Regions from separate parts of the Mus musculus genome. Here region 2 is linked to region 1. A link is a contact called in public HiChIP or PLAC-seq data. All regions are on one chromosome and are shown on one strand. Each heading gives the region's core, a stretch centred on a gene start, on an enhancer-like site or on the middle of the called end of the contact. The rest is flanking DNA. Distances are from core to core; before and after follow the strand shown. Region 1 overlaps Gcnt2 (glucosaminyl (N-acetyl) transferase 2, I-branching enzyme). Region 2 holds the start of Tmem170b (transmembrane protein 170B).

The links. HiChIP or PLAC-seq counts read pairs in DNA pulled down with a chosen protein or histone mark.
Region 2: a contact with region 1 is called in an HNF4G HiChIP or PLAC-seq map of pancreatic cancer cells. The contact joins the promoter of Tmem170b here to the enhancer-like site in region 1. A contact is called at or near these places in 1 of 39 promoter capture datasets (3T3-L1-derived adipocytes), 2 of 115 datasets of contacts at active chromatin or transcription factors (memory CD8 T cells and pancreatic cancer cells) and 1 of 9 other capture datasets (adipose tissue).

The regions. Positions count from the first base shown.
Region 1 is chr13:40,918,495-40,925,571 of GRCm38.p6, reverse strand. The region is part of intron 1 of Gcnt2 (glucosaminyl (N-acetyl) transferase 2, I-branching enzyme); the gene reads right to left. Among named protein-coding and RNA genes, the nearest start is that of Gm31683, 4.3 kb to the right of the region's middle. Within about 2 kb of position 4,066, at least 118 of the 459 cell types and tissues checked have an H3K27ac peak or open chromatin away from gene starts, as enhancers often do. A contact at or near this core is called in adipose tissue, memory CD8 T cells and pancreatic cancer cells, where this site is marked.
Region 2 is chr13:41,601,370-41,608,446 of GRCm38.p6, reverse strand. It overlaps Tmem170b (transmembrane protein 170B), which reads right to left and starts at 2,565. Exons shown (of 3, transcript NM_001163572.2): 1 at 2,135-2,565. The coding sequence starts at 2,231. It overlaps Gm32184 (a long non-coding RNA gene), which reads left to right and starts at 2,371. Exons shown (of 3, transcript XR_382252.4): 1 at 2,371-2,888.

The sequences.
Region 1 (7,077 bases), core at 2,817-5,316:
GTTAGGCGCTCAAGTCTAGATTATGGAAGACCTGGGAACATTGCAGATACAAATTTCGCCCCCATGAGACTCATGAGCCTAACTTGGATTTGTAGCCAGACAAGAGTCTACAGCCTCTTAACAAAGAAGAAGAACAAGCCAAACGGGTCCACATCAGCAATGCAAGATTTTGAAATCATGTTCTCCTTTTGTTACATAAATTTGATACTATCTAGCTATGCAGAAAAAAAAATGATATTTTGAAAGTATTCAGTAGATAGACACTCCTGGAAGCACGTTTTATGAAATCTCTCCTTTAGCTGTATGGACTTTCTTTCCACATTGAGAAAGCAACGATCTTCTATACACAAAAACCAGACCTGAGTGTTTGGAGTTGCTGATTAAAGTCCATCTCTCTCGGCCCATGGGTGTTATAATTCTCAGCCATGAGGACAGTGGACATGAGCGATTGCATCCTTTGGTCTTCTAGCAACTGCATTCTAAATCTGGGTGGATGCACAGAGAATACAATACACACTCAGAAAAGGACTGGGACTGATCAAGCCACGCCCTCTTAAAGGCCTCTGGACCCTTTCTGTAGAGAGCACATTCTTCGTCTACGCTATTGAATGCTACACCTGGAGGGATGTTTTGTCTTTTAATTTAAACATTAATTTAATGTTTGGGCCCGGTCTTTTCTTAACCTTACACAGTCTTGGTTCTTTCCTAAGTCAGCATTACAGAACATTTTCAAATTAAACCAAGAACAGCCACTGCATAAACCATGGAGCAGCCCAGAATGGTAGTACCAGTAGGGTTGACACAGCTGGGTGTGGGAGAAACTCAAAACAGGTATTGGTGATGCTGAAAGTCGGCGGAAGTGTCGAATGGGTGGCCTGCTGATGCCCTGGCCTTGGCATCAAATGCCACGTGGCCTCAGGTGGCTCCTGAGAACCATATTTTCTAACAAAGTCCCCTGTCCCCTCTGCATTCCATCTGGAACTTTGGAGCTTACTAAGTGTGCCTCGCCCTCCCTCTCCCTACCTCATTGATAGATACAATTTGTCTGCCTGATTAGAACTGATCACCAAGTGGTGTTTCCTTATCACCTCTTCCATATGAAAATGGATCTCCACGGACACAGCTTTCTTCTATTCCCACCTTCAACTGACCTTCCTGAAACTCTATCGCCTCTGAATTTTCTGTGAGCACAGTGACAAGGCTCAGTGTTTGTTGTGCGGCAGTGACAGGAACACAGAGACGGGTGTTGCAGTTCTTGCCCTTAGGGGCCCAAGTGCGGAGGAGATGGTAAAAAGTCAAAGAAGACAGACACATCAGGTCAAGAGGTTCTTGGAGTAACAAGTGAGTCATTTTATAAAGAGACAGGGTTAGGAAGAAGGGTGGGGTCAGGGGTGCAGGTCAAGCTACTGTGAGGGTCATGATCCTGAAGATAAGGGGAAACCGCGGAAGAGCTTCAAGCAGCTGTGGAAGGTATTCACAAGGCCACCTGACCACATTTCACACCTACCACCATTGCACACTGAGATGAAAGTTCCTCTGTCACCCAGCCTCCCAGCACTCTGTACACAGAGATTTTTAAAGGCTTTAAAATAAGTAATTGGCTCTTGAATTTAAAATAGCTACCCACACGTCTGCCTTCTGCCTACCACCTATTTAAGTAATGACTACATTATGGAGAATTTTGTTCCCAAAAGACAGCATGGGGCCTTGTTTTAACAAGGACTGTTTTACTGGTTTTAGTTTTTTTTTTTTTTTTTAAACTGGCTATATTTGTAGTGAGCTTATAAAACATTTATTTGTAGTGTTTCCTATATGGTATTTTGTTAGCAGTATTAGTCCAAAAAAATAAAAATAATTAAACACCCGTGGAAGGAATTGCAAGGTAGCACTAGGTTCTGTAGCTGACGGAACACAATCTTCACAATGCCAAATCTTTGAATAGTTTTTCCTTTGTGTTTTTTAAGTTAAGTTCTTGTGCTGAGAGTTGAAGTGCAGGCTTTGCGTATGATGAGCATGTTCTCTGGTCCCTGAGATACACTACCAGTGATGTGTTTATAAAAAGATAAAGAGATATAAGATATGATCTATGAGGGTGTGGTGAGGTGTGGGGGAAGGGGGTGTCTCAGGGGGCCCATGCCAAGGCATCCCTTTACCCTGAGGGACCCTGAGGACGGTATAGTATAGAACAGAGTTTATTCAGGGCATGGGGAGGGGAGTTAAGAGCGTAATAGAGGCAGAGAAATGCCGAAAGAGAGAGTGGAGAAGTAGAGGTCAGCCATGACCACGTAGAGAGGGGGGGGGGGGGAAGGGAATAGGAAAGGGAGGGGGAAAGGGAAGAGCCCAAGAGTAGAAGAGAGAAGCAAGAGGGAAGCAAGAGTAAGAGGTAAAGAGAGAGGAGGGGCAAGCAGCCCCTCTTATAGTGGGCCAGGCTTACCTGGCTATTGCCGGGTAACCGTGGGGTGGAGTTTTGACAGAATGCTAACAACCAGTCCCTCCTATTTCTTAAAGGCAACTATAAAAATGTATTTTAAAGACTTACTTATTTTATGTATATGGATATTATCTATATGTACATCTATTTACACCCTGGAAGAGATCATCTGATCCCATGAAACTGCAGTAATGGATGGCTGTGAGCCGCCATGTGGGGTCTGGAAACTAACCTTTGAACATGCAGCCAGTGTTTTTAACCACGGAGCCATCTCTCGAGCCCAATATCTTAAAAATCAAAATCAGATATTAAAGGAAAAACAAACAAACAAACAAACAAACCAGCCCCAAGCTTCCTCCCGCACCAAAAAAAAAAAAAAAAAAAAAAAAACCGCAGCAAAGCCAAACAGTGTGAGGGGCTGAGGTGGGAAATGACACGAGCTTCATAAGAAAACCACAGACACTGTTCACCCGTCAGCTCTGCAGACGTGAATACTACGGAGCTGAGTCTTCTGACTTCCGGCTGCATCCTCAGCTCATAGAACAGTGCTTTGGCACAATGAAGAACTGAAGAGACTGTTGACGCCTGAAAACATGGAGTCAATCTAGCTCAGGCCAGTGAGACTGCTTGGCAGGTGAAGGAACTAGCTGCCAGTCAAGACTGACAACTTCTGTCCCATCCTCCCCCACCCCACCCCACCCCACCCCCACCCCCAGGAACACAGAGGGTAGAAAAAGAGAACTAAAGCCAGGCGCAGAGGCTCAAGCACTCCGACAAAGAGATATAAAGGAAGGGAACTCATTACTTGTAAAGATTTCTTTGCCATGCTAGGTGAGAGCGGTGGCCTCGAGCCACCTTCTTTTCTCTCCTCTTTACAAAGATCTCCTGGAGCCAGGATGTAGTCCAGTTGGTCGGAGTGCCTTTCCAACATGCACAAAGCCCTGGCACCTCCTGAAGCAGGCAGAAAATCAGAAGCCTGCAGCCCCAGCCTCTGAGGTGGAGGAAAAAGAACCTAAACTCCAAGGTCGTCCTCAGGCCATCTTGGACTAAATAAAATCGTCTCTAAATAAAAACAGAGGGGTGGGGAAGGGGGAGAGGGAGAGAGAGGGGGAGGGAGGAAAGGTAGAGGGGGGAGAGGGAGGAGAGAGGGGGAGGGGGGACAGAGAGAGGAAGAGGTTTCTGTATTTATTACTGAAAGCATCCTACAAATGCATAGAGACAAAACAAAAAATCCTTCTCCCTAATGAGTGCTCACTGTGTGGATAGTGGTGACTGGGCCAGCTTTGTGCGGTTAGATGACAGTGACCTGCTACCGCTTAAGTCAGTCATTTCCTGTGAAATTCCTGATAGACCCACTTCCTGGCTTCCAATATCTCCTTTCAGAATCATAACCGGTTTGATGGCATTTTGTCCACTGTGGAGGCTGGCGTAGAGATAAGGGGTGGATCGTGAGTGAGAGAGACAGACAGGGAATAGGAATCTCGTATGGAATTGGACAGCTTGGCTCCTGTCTCTTGATCCTCAAAGTCTCTCTCGCAAGAGTGAAGCATGAGGTCAGGGCACACACCACAGTGATGGGGAAGTGACACATGACAGAAGGACATGCTCTATCTCTCTTATTGTCACAGTGATTATGCAATGCACAGTGTCTTGGCCCAGTTGCTGGCTGCACTCCCAGACCCTGAGAATGTCCACTGATGAGACATTCCCCATGTCTACTGTCTGGTTTAGAGAAGAGGAGCCAGACGAAGGCCTGTTAGTGGTGGGGACACAAGGAAGCTGGCACAGTAGTCTGTAGGGACTGGTGGTATTTAATTCCAAAAAGGATACCTTATGACTCTAGTTAACACAGTGACCCTGACACCTGACAAGCTTCATGTGTTTGCAGTCTTCTGACACACACACACACACACACGCACAGACACACACACACACATGCATAGACACACACACACATGCATGCACAGACACACACACACATACGCACAGACACACACACACACGTCCTTGCTAACCTTATTTCACACACATACAGAATGCCTTATATGCTTGCTGCCTTCCAACACATGTACACACACACACATACAAACACACACACACACACACACACACACACACACACACACACACGTCCTTGTTAGTCTCATTTCCAGGTCAGACAGCTTACTTCCACAATCCTCCTCATTTTCCCTAATCCTTTGTCCTTTCTGGGAGAAGATTTCTTTCTGATAGGCAGCAAAGAAGAAAGTTAATTCTTTCTTTTTCCTGCAGTAACAGAAACAGTCGAAACTTCAGACTACTTCAGTCTAGGGCCAGATTCCAGCTTAACCTGGGACCAAGGCTCCATTCTCAAGCACGCGGAGATAAGGAAGACAAACCTAACATCTTGTACAAACTGTACAACAAAAACAATACCAGAGGCCACGAGCAGAATATTTCCATGTGTTCCAAACAGAAATTGGTCGGACTGGCAGGTCAGCCCAGCAAGTATAGGTGCCCACTGCCTGATAACTGAAGCCCAGTGAAGTGAGTTCAATACATGGAACGAGCTCCACAAAGCTATGTTCTGATCTCCATACATACATCATGGGCCTCCATACATACATCATCATAAGCTGACACACAATACAGTTTTTTTTTTAAAAAGAAATGGGTGGAACAGAGCTACTAAGGTACCATAATGAATGTCACTTACTCCTCCTCCTGGAATTCCCTCCTGGGAATCTTTGTGACCTGACATCTTTGTGATCTTGGTGGCATCTCTGAAACTCTCATGGGACAGCCTATATATCTGTTCCCAGCCACCAGGTCCGTCCACTTTCTGCCTCACGGGCGAGTTCTGTGATTACTCTTCTAGTTCAGATATTAGAAATGCTGGACTATCAGAGATCTAAATATGTCTAACTGCTTTGAGTCCACTTTCGGATATGAAGATAGCTTCCAACAGCACTCAAAGGCAAGCCAAAGACAAGGCTGCCACTCCGAAAGAACCTGCAGCTATTCCAGAATGGCAAGCATAGGGCCATTCTTACCTTCAACTGACACCCACAAGCCACACGGTGCAATACTGGAAACCAGTACACTGGGACATTCCCATTGTAGCCCTCGCAACGTATGGGAAGCAGACTTTGGAAAGCAGCCCAGCAAATATAGGTGCCCACTGCCTGATAACAGAAGCCTAGTGATGTGAGTTCAATACATGGAAGGAGCTCCACAAAGCCAGTCCGACCAATTTCTGTTTGGAACACATGGAAATGTTCTGCTCGTGGCCTCTGCTATTGTTTGTGTTGTACTATCAACTGCATACCCTGGCCTCATTTCCACATCACCATAAACCATCAAAAAGACTTTCCCTGAGGTGAAGCGGAAGCACAAGGCTGTAAACAGGAACTGCAAATAAGAAATGATGGAGCTGGGCGTGGTGGCGCACCCCTTTAATCCCAGCACTCGGGAGGCAGAGGCAGGTGGATTTCTGAGTTCGAGACCAGCCTGGTCTACAAAGTGAGTTCCAGGATAGCCAGGGCTATACAGAGAAACCCTGTCTTAAAACCCCGCCCCCCCCCCAAATAAATAGGGTAATCTGAAAGGTGAGGATCCTACTGGGACGTCTCCAGCTGTAAGCACCCCCTGTGTGTCCATCTCTACTCTGCTACCCTCCCCTCTAGGCGACAAAATCTTGGGGCTAGGTTTGTTCAACAGAGATTAACTGAGACATGAGTACCAGAGTGAATCAGAGCGCTGCCTTTGTGAACATCTAAAGAGATTTCCAGGGTGCTAGAAAACAGCCCCGCCCACAATGTTGCATGAAATCTGGTCAACAATTAATTTTATATGTTCTAGAATGCCTTTTTTTTTTTTTTAAATCCATCTCCCAGCTTTGAGGGCTTCAGTCCTTATCCAGTACTATATGACCAGTGTTAATTCCACAGCCGTGCTGGAAACCCAATACTCATCTAATGCGGCAGCTTGTCTAGTCCCCAAGATATTCTTTAGGTCACTGCTTCTTGGATATTTATAAGACTACTGGGGTAGCACAAAACTGTCAGTAAAAGCATCCACACTCGTCATTTTCAGGGACCTAAAATTTTTTTTTCAAGTAATTTAAATGAATCAGTTCTCAGAACTCAGAGTTCTGAGCAATGGGGCCATTGAGATGAATGGACAGATAAACGCCCTTGCCACCCAGGCGGACAGATGCTTTTGAGCCCTTGCACCAGTGTGGTGAAGGAAAAGAATGATTTCCACAAGCTGCCCTGACCTCCACACCCATTTGCAATCTACAAAGAAAGACGGAGTAAACAATTTAAAGAAGAACTGTCAACGACTATTTGACACTGACCTGGAATCCTATTGAGTGTCACCCAAAAATGTTCATCAGGGCTATAGGTATCTTTAGACCACTCTAAGAGAGCAATGGCCCTTTCGTCATTCAGGATAAAGTTGACAAAGTCCCGGGTGAGGGCCACGTAGGCTGTGCCGAAGTAGATGATCAGTTGGTGTGGAGGTGGAGTCTTCAAAATATTTGTTTTATGCATAAAATATCCGTCTTTGCCTTTGCGTTCCTGGTGTACATATTTAGTCCGTACAACTATGTACGCAGGGGGCAGCACTCCCGGAGTGATGTTTTTCCCCTTAAATCTTTTCAG
Region 2 (7,077 bases), core at 1,316-3,815, 680 kb before region 1:
AATTCCTTCAGCTATAATCCAAGATAGCCTGCCTTGTTTTATACTATGCTTCTTTTTAGTATCTGTTTTACTTGCAAGTTTGCTATGATGCCAAATGTCTTCTGAATTAACAGAAAATGTAAAGATTTTTTTCATGTTAGCTACCAAACATAAGCTTGCTCTCTGCTTCAATGTCTGTAAAGTGAATATAAACAAGCTCTCAAAAACTGTTGAAAATATCAAATAAAGAAAAATGGAAACCAAAATTCAGCACAGAATACAAATGCATTCAGTGGGCACGTGCCTGCCTTCCAAGTCTGGGAGATGATTGTGTACAAAAGTTGCTTCAACACCCCATTGTACTTTAAGGGCACGTTTACTCCAGTGAACTACAACACAGCATCAGGTTTAAATCCTGCATTAGGTATTATTTCACAACCTCACTTTAATAAACATGGATTCAGCACTTATTATGTGCCAGATTATGCTAGGACTCATAATTTAGCAAGACAAAGACCTTACTCTCAAAACACATTCAAGCTAAAAGAGATAAAAATTATAATGTGATTAAAAACAGAAGTAGGTACAAAGAGCAGAAGTAGCAGGATGAAGCAAGAAATTCACCCTGTCTGATGGAGCAGAGGGCAAAGCTGAATGAAGAGCTGTACAGTGGTAACGGGAAGACACTCGGAGGCAGACTGGTTCGGAAGGCCCACTTGCTCACTATCTGGCTTAGGGCAGTTTAATTTGCCTGAATTGCTTTGTGTATATGCTTTGCAGAGTTGGAGTAATACTCAGTAAATGGTGAGCTTATTGTCTCCTCTTAGGAGCTGAATTTGCTTGCTTATTTTGGACAGGCTAAGCAGTACAGGCTAAGCAGTACATGGCACAGCAGACAGCATCTCTTGACTATCAAGCTACATACGAAACAGCTTCAGTGAGCCAAGCTGGTCATTAATACAGGCAATATATATCACTAAGTTTTTAATCATTGTACTTTAATAAACAATTCATGCTTTATAAATGTGAATCTGTGGGCAAATACGAACAAGGTCATAAGTAAAATAAAGGGATCTATCTTGAGATGATCTTTATGTAAATTTAACTTTTCAGAACTATAAAAATGCAACTAAGAAGACGCCTCTGCTGGCTCCAGGGTCTCCTTTACTGGTGTGGTTTTCATAAGTAAGGAATTAAGCAACCTGAAAATTTATCTGGGTGGTACGCAATGCCGTTATATTTTTCTCCTTGAACATATGAACCCTGTATCATGCCAGATTTTGCCTATAAGTATACTACATACTATTAATTTGCTATCACACAGATTTTGAAATAGTAACGTTCAATTGGAGTTAAGACATTTTAAAGAACTGAGTTTTTGTTTGGGGTTTTGGTTGTGGTTTCACAAAAGCAGCTACTCCGGAGTCAAACTGTTGACCCTACTGCTTTCCAGTCAATATTACTCTTTAGACGCTATTTTTAAAACTCGGAACTCAAAAGAGTTTAAGCACTTCCACACTGAGAAAACCAGAAGTTTCTTCACAAGCAAACCTGCATATGAAATCATATTATGTGTACTAATGCTTACTCTGACAACCTGATGCTATAACGTAGCTAAACCCCATTCCCAATCACATTGATTAATGAAGGGAAATACACAGAATTCTCCAATTTCACAAATACAGCAACTTGAAGCCAGGAGACAGCCAGACAAAAGGAAATAGCAGAGAAGACAACTGTTTCGACTGCTCTAGACCTTGGTCCAGCCCCTGACCCCGCTATTATCTACTTAGTCATATCTCTCTCTCTCTCTCAACAAATAAAGGAACGAACGGTCGGTCCACCGTGATCACGGTGAGCAGGCAATAGGAGTACTGCAATTGGTTTGACATCTGTCAGCAAGAAAAAGGGCTAAACCAGGAAAGAAAGACTAAAAAAGATCGAAACTGCAAGAAGCGGTGTATGTGCGTGCGCGCGCGCACGGGGAAAGGCGGGGGGGGGGGGGGGGGTTAATGACAGAAACATGAACTGTGATCCAGTCGGGGCACTGGCGCGACTCGCGCGTGCTCCAGCGGCCCGCACCGGGCCGGGTTTGCGGACGCCCCGAACACCCGTGGAGTGGGTCCCCCACCGCTCCCTCCGCCCGGCGCATTACCCGTGAGGTTCCTCAGCACCGTGCCATGGGCCCAGAGGCTCAGGACCTGCTGCACCGACAGGTTGATCATCGAGTGGTCGGCGCCCTCCGCCCTCATCGTCCCCGCGGGGCGGCAGCGGGGCGCTCCGGGGGGCGCCGCTCGGCGGGTGTCGCAGGCAGCGTCCTCCCCGCCGGGGAGACATCGAGGAGCGCTGGCGGGCGAGGCCTGGGGCCGCGGGAGGGACCGCCGCTCCCGCTCAGGGCCCGCGTCGCGCCGCGGGGGCCCGCCACGCCACGAGGCCCGGGTCACGCCGTGAGGCCCGCGCGGAGCGGCAGCCGGCAGGGGCAGGCCGCGAGACGAGGCTCATCGCGGGGACGCGCGACGAGGCAGCGGCGCCCGGCCGCGGCACCTGCCGCCCGCCTGCCGCTCGGCCTTTGGGTAGCCAACACTCGAGGAGCCGCCCCCTCCGCCCGCGACCGCCCCGGGGCGCGCGCATGCGCGTGTCCGCTCCTCGGCCCCGCCTCCCCGGGGGTGAGCGGCTGCGCACGCGCACTGCCTCCCCCCCGCTCCTCGCGCGCGCGCGCGCGCCGCCCTAGGCACCCGGGAGCTCAGGCTGTCGTCGGCTCCCAGCGTCCGCCCGCAGTGGGGCGGAGGGAGCGCCACCTACGTCACTGGCGCCACCGCTGGGTCTCGCCGCTCATTGGCTGCTCCGAGGGAACAGACTCCAAGCCCCTCGCCCCCTCCTGACTGCGCGCCCCCGGAAACCTGAAACCGGTGAGCTGGGCGGGGATGAGAGAGCTGTGTATAGGTCCCGGGAGCTGCCAGGATTTTTGGAGCCTGCGCTTCGCTGCTCCAGATCCTTCCCTCTCCGTGAGGGCGTCTGCGAGCAACTTTTTGCAAAGGTGTAAATGCTCAAGATTTCATTTGTAGGGTTGTCTGAGAGTGCGTCCAGTGACCTGGATACGCCCCTCCCTTTGCTAAATCTACTAAAACAGAAATAGATCCTCTTTGTCATTTCAGCCAGTCTTCTGGCCGGCCAGCAGTAAAATACGAACTCCCCTTAGCTGCAGGATCTGAAACCACTTATTGACGCAGGGCCCCGTAGGTGTCCGAATGAATCCTCCTGGCCAAGGCTGGCTCTAGCGCTTCTTCCAGATAGGACTCTTTTCATCTAAAATTGTGAATCTCCCCAGCACTTAAACTAACTCAGCTTCGTCTCCCTGTCCTTCAAATCCAAGGTCAGCCTCAGAAGCATCTTAACTCCAGTTATGCTAGTTACAGTCTTCCTTGATGTTTGAAACCTTTTAACTTGAAATTAAAAAAAAAAAAATCGTGTTTGCATAAAAAACGTTAGTGCTCCTCACCCCATCCCCCTCGCCCAATTCCATCTTTTTCCAAATACTCTGCTGCTAAAGTTTACAGAAGGAAGTGAAGAAAGAATAGCTAAGCCAATCAAGTGTTTTTGCCCAGTAACTGAAGATTCGAATTGCCTAAATATTGTTGCTTTTGGTGAGCACCTTAAAAATGACAATAATGTATATGCAGGTTTATATTTATGCATGTTTTTGTTTTGCTCCCACAATATAGAAAAAAGTTTGGGCGTCATTAAGAGGAACCGTACTAAAACCTACTATGGTGTAGGGTTCAATGGCTGAATTAAATGTCAATTCAGGAGTATAGACTATCAGACATAAATGAGTTTAACATCAAATTCATTTTAGATAAAGAAGGGGCTTCATTTCTTTCTTTGTTGTTGTTGTTGTTGTTGTTGTTCTTCTTCTTCTTCTTCTTCTTCTTCTTCTTCTTCTTCTTCTTCTCCTATTTTTTTAAATTCTTCCTGGCAGCCATAGTATATGTCCTATCTTTCTAGTCTGAATTAAAGTTCAGAATGGGAAGTTAACCTCATGGTGCTGCGAAGGGATTTAACATTATTAGGTAACATGAGCACATTCACTGACAGATATAGCCAAGCCTCCGAAGGACATGTTAAACTCTCCTGTCGTCAGCTTACAAAATGAACCAGAAAACCTGCTTAACTAGCCAAAGAAGAGATGTTTGTAACAACCGCAGAAAATCACTCATGCTAATGGAGGGCTGTGGTTGCACCAACTACACAGAGGTCCCTTTTGTATCAGCAACACCCATCCTACTACTAGGCTGCCAGGAAAAACTGCTGCCCTAGGCAGAAGCAGTTGCAGGATCAGCTAGAGTCTATCAAGGGCTGTATAGCAAACAGTACAGGGCAAGCTGTTTGAAGCTCCCTTCCTAAGGCATCCATGGATTGTTCCAGATACTTGGTGCTGGTAGAGCGGCTGCTTGGCTGGCAGTCCTTTTGCTCAAGGCTGACAGAGATACAAGGGAGAGTCAACACCTGCCAAATGGTCAAACTAACCCATCCCCAACATCTTTATTAGTAGATGAATATTGGAAAGAGAGCCCATAATTTAAGAAATTACCATTAACAGTAATGGTGTTCATAATGTGTTTTAGCAGTATGTTGATAGTAGTTAACAGCTGCCTATCGCCTGATGGACAGATAGGCCCTCCTCATCTGCCTCACACACATGAGCCTGCCCACACAAGAGTCTTTACCCCAGCAAATGTTTACTGCTTATGTAACCTCAGGAAGATTATGTAAGGCTTCTAACTCTGTTGTTGTGAGTTTTTGTAACTTTCTTGTGAGTCCCTCTACATCCGTCCAAGGAGAAGCGTTCCCGTCTAAAGGAAAATCCTATACGACGACGTTTGAGGTTGGCTCTATGATTGTTTCCGATACTATCACTGCAACTGATAAAACATTTCGGTTGAGAATCTATTGTCCATTCACTCCAAACAATCTAAGATTCGAACATCCCCACTTCCTCATAACTGTTTCCTGCTTTCCCGATCATAGCGCAGCGGATTGAATATTTTGTCACTCGTAAAACCTAAGTGTCTGGTTCTAGCCCTAGTTTGACTGCATTAGCTAATGTGAACACTTAACTACAATGGGTTAGTAATCACTAAGTTTCAGTTTCACTACTTGTACATCTTAATATTTCCTTATCTACTTCAGTTTTTATATATATTCATGTATTTCATATGTCACTCACTGTAGAGAACATATTACATTATACTTACATTTCATTGCAATATTTCTTGAGTTATTTTGAGGATCAGAGCACTTAACACGTAGGTGTTTACGCATTCAGAATGGAATCTGGATCTATAGATAACATGAGGTGCTAGGGTTTTTTTTGTTTTGTTTTGTTTTGTTTTTTATTGCTGTCACATTTAAATATGGCTACTTTTTGAAACCAGATGAAAATTGCTGCCCTGTAAATATTTCTTCTAAAGAACAAGCAAAAGGAACTTGTGAAGGAGTCTCCTGAAAGGAAAGCATCTACTTATGTTTTCCTACTTTGAAAATTATAACTGGAGTCCTGTGGCTCAAAACTCTTCTAAGAAGGGCCCTCCCTCCCTCCACTGCACCCCAGCTACTCACTGTTCCTCAGCCAAACTCACTTACAGGCCTTTATGAATCATTCCCAATTTCTCACCAGGTGAAGTAACATCAACTCTAGCTGTGAAGAATGAGAAAAAAATCGACATATTTAAACATCATTTTTATTTTTTGTAATTTCCTTCCCTGTCCTGTGAAAAGCGTGGGTCTGACCTCAAAAATGTACAATAGACCTGAATAACATGAACAGCAGCATAGACCGTGCTGTGTACTGACTGCTTGTATCTCTCCAGATTGATGGACCTCCCAAATTATTATGAGGTCTTGACATGGATGGGATTGATGACCCTATTAGAAAAGATGAGAGAGAAGCTTTCTCATCCTTGTAATGCATCAGCAAGATGCTTCTCTGCAAAGGAAAGGTCCCACAATAAACACGGAGTCTGGTGGCACCCTTATGTGCATCTCCCAGCCTCCAGAACGATGGGAAATACATTAAACAACCCGCTTGTAGCATTTGTTTCAGCCAGTCACGCCCCCTAAGGCAGAGACCGCTGCCCACCTAGCAGAGTAGAGGAGCCACGGAGGGGGGGGGGTCATGGAAAAGCTCTAAGTGTCAGTGTGAAGGCTCTGAAATCACAACCGGCAGAAGACCCAGCCTGACAAAACCTCATTGACTGTTTGCTTTGAAAACAAAAGGTTGGGAGCTGGAGAGTTTGTTCAGCAGGCAGGTAAAGCACTCGCTACTCTTGTGCAGAAAGGGAGTGCTGTCTCCCAGCACCCACATCAGAGGGCTTGAAACTGCCAGGAACTGCAGAGGGGGGATCCTGTGGCCTCTGAGGGCACTTGCCCACAGACCTGCATATAGTTAAATAATAAGTCTTCAAACAACAAGTTACTATTCCTTCCACAAATAGAATACAGAAGAAAATCAGTACCAAGAAGCGAGGCTATTAGAGTGCAAACTTGACCATGTAGTTCTTGGGCATTTGGAGCAGGCGTTGGGGAGGGATGTGAAAGAGTTTGGAAATATGAACTAGAAAAGCCCTCCAGTGTTGTGGGCAATGCTTAATGGTCCTTCTGGTGGGCGTTCAGAAGAATGTCAGCAGATGTGGACAGGAAGGAGGTGTGGGTGGGATAGGGTGGAGGGTGGGGAGGGGAGATCATAGGTGAGGGAGGACTCTGTCAAGAATCAGGCTAGATAGCGTTACTGTTATATCCTGGTAGAGAATCACACTCTGCCAGTGCCCTGAGAACTTGAGTGTGGCTAAATTCAAAAGTGATGGACTCATTTGTTTGGCAGAGGGAAATTCAAGACAGGAGAGGATTCAGGCTATGGCATGGTGGCTGTTAACTGCTCTCATCCAGGTCTGAGTGAGAGAGAGACAAATGGAACAAAAAGATATGAAAACTGTGTGGTTGGCCAGGGAAGGTAGCCTGGCAGGAAAGATTCAAGGTGATGGGAAATTACTGAGACCCCTAACAAAAGAAAGCCCTCTGGCAGTAAGGCCAACATGGAAA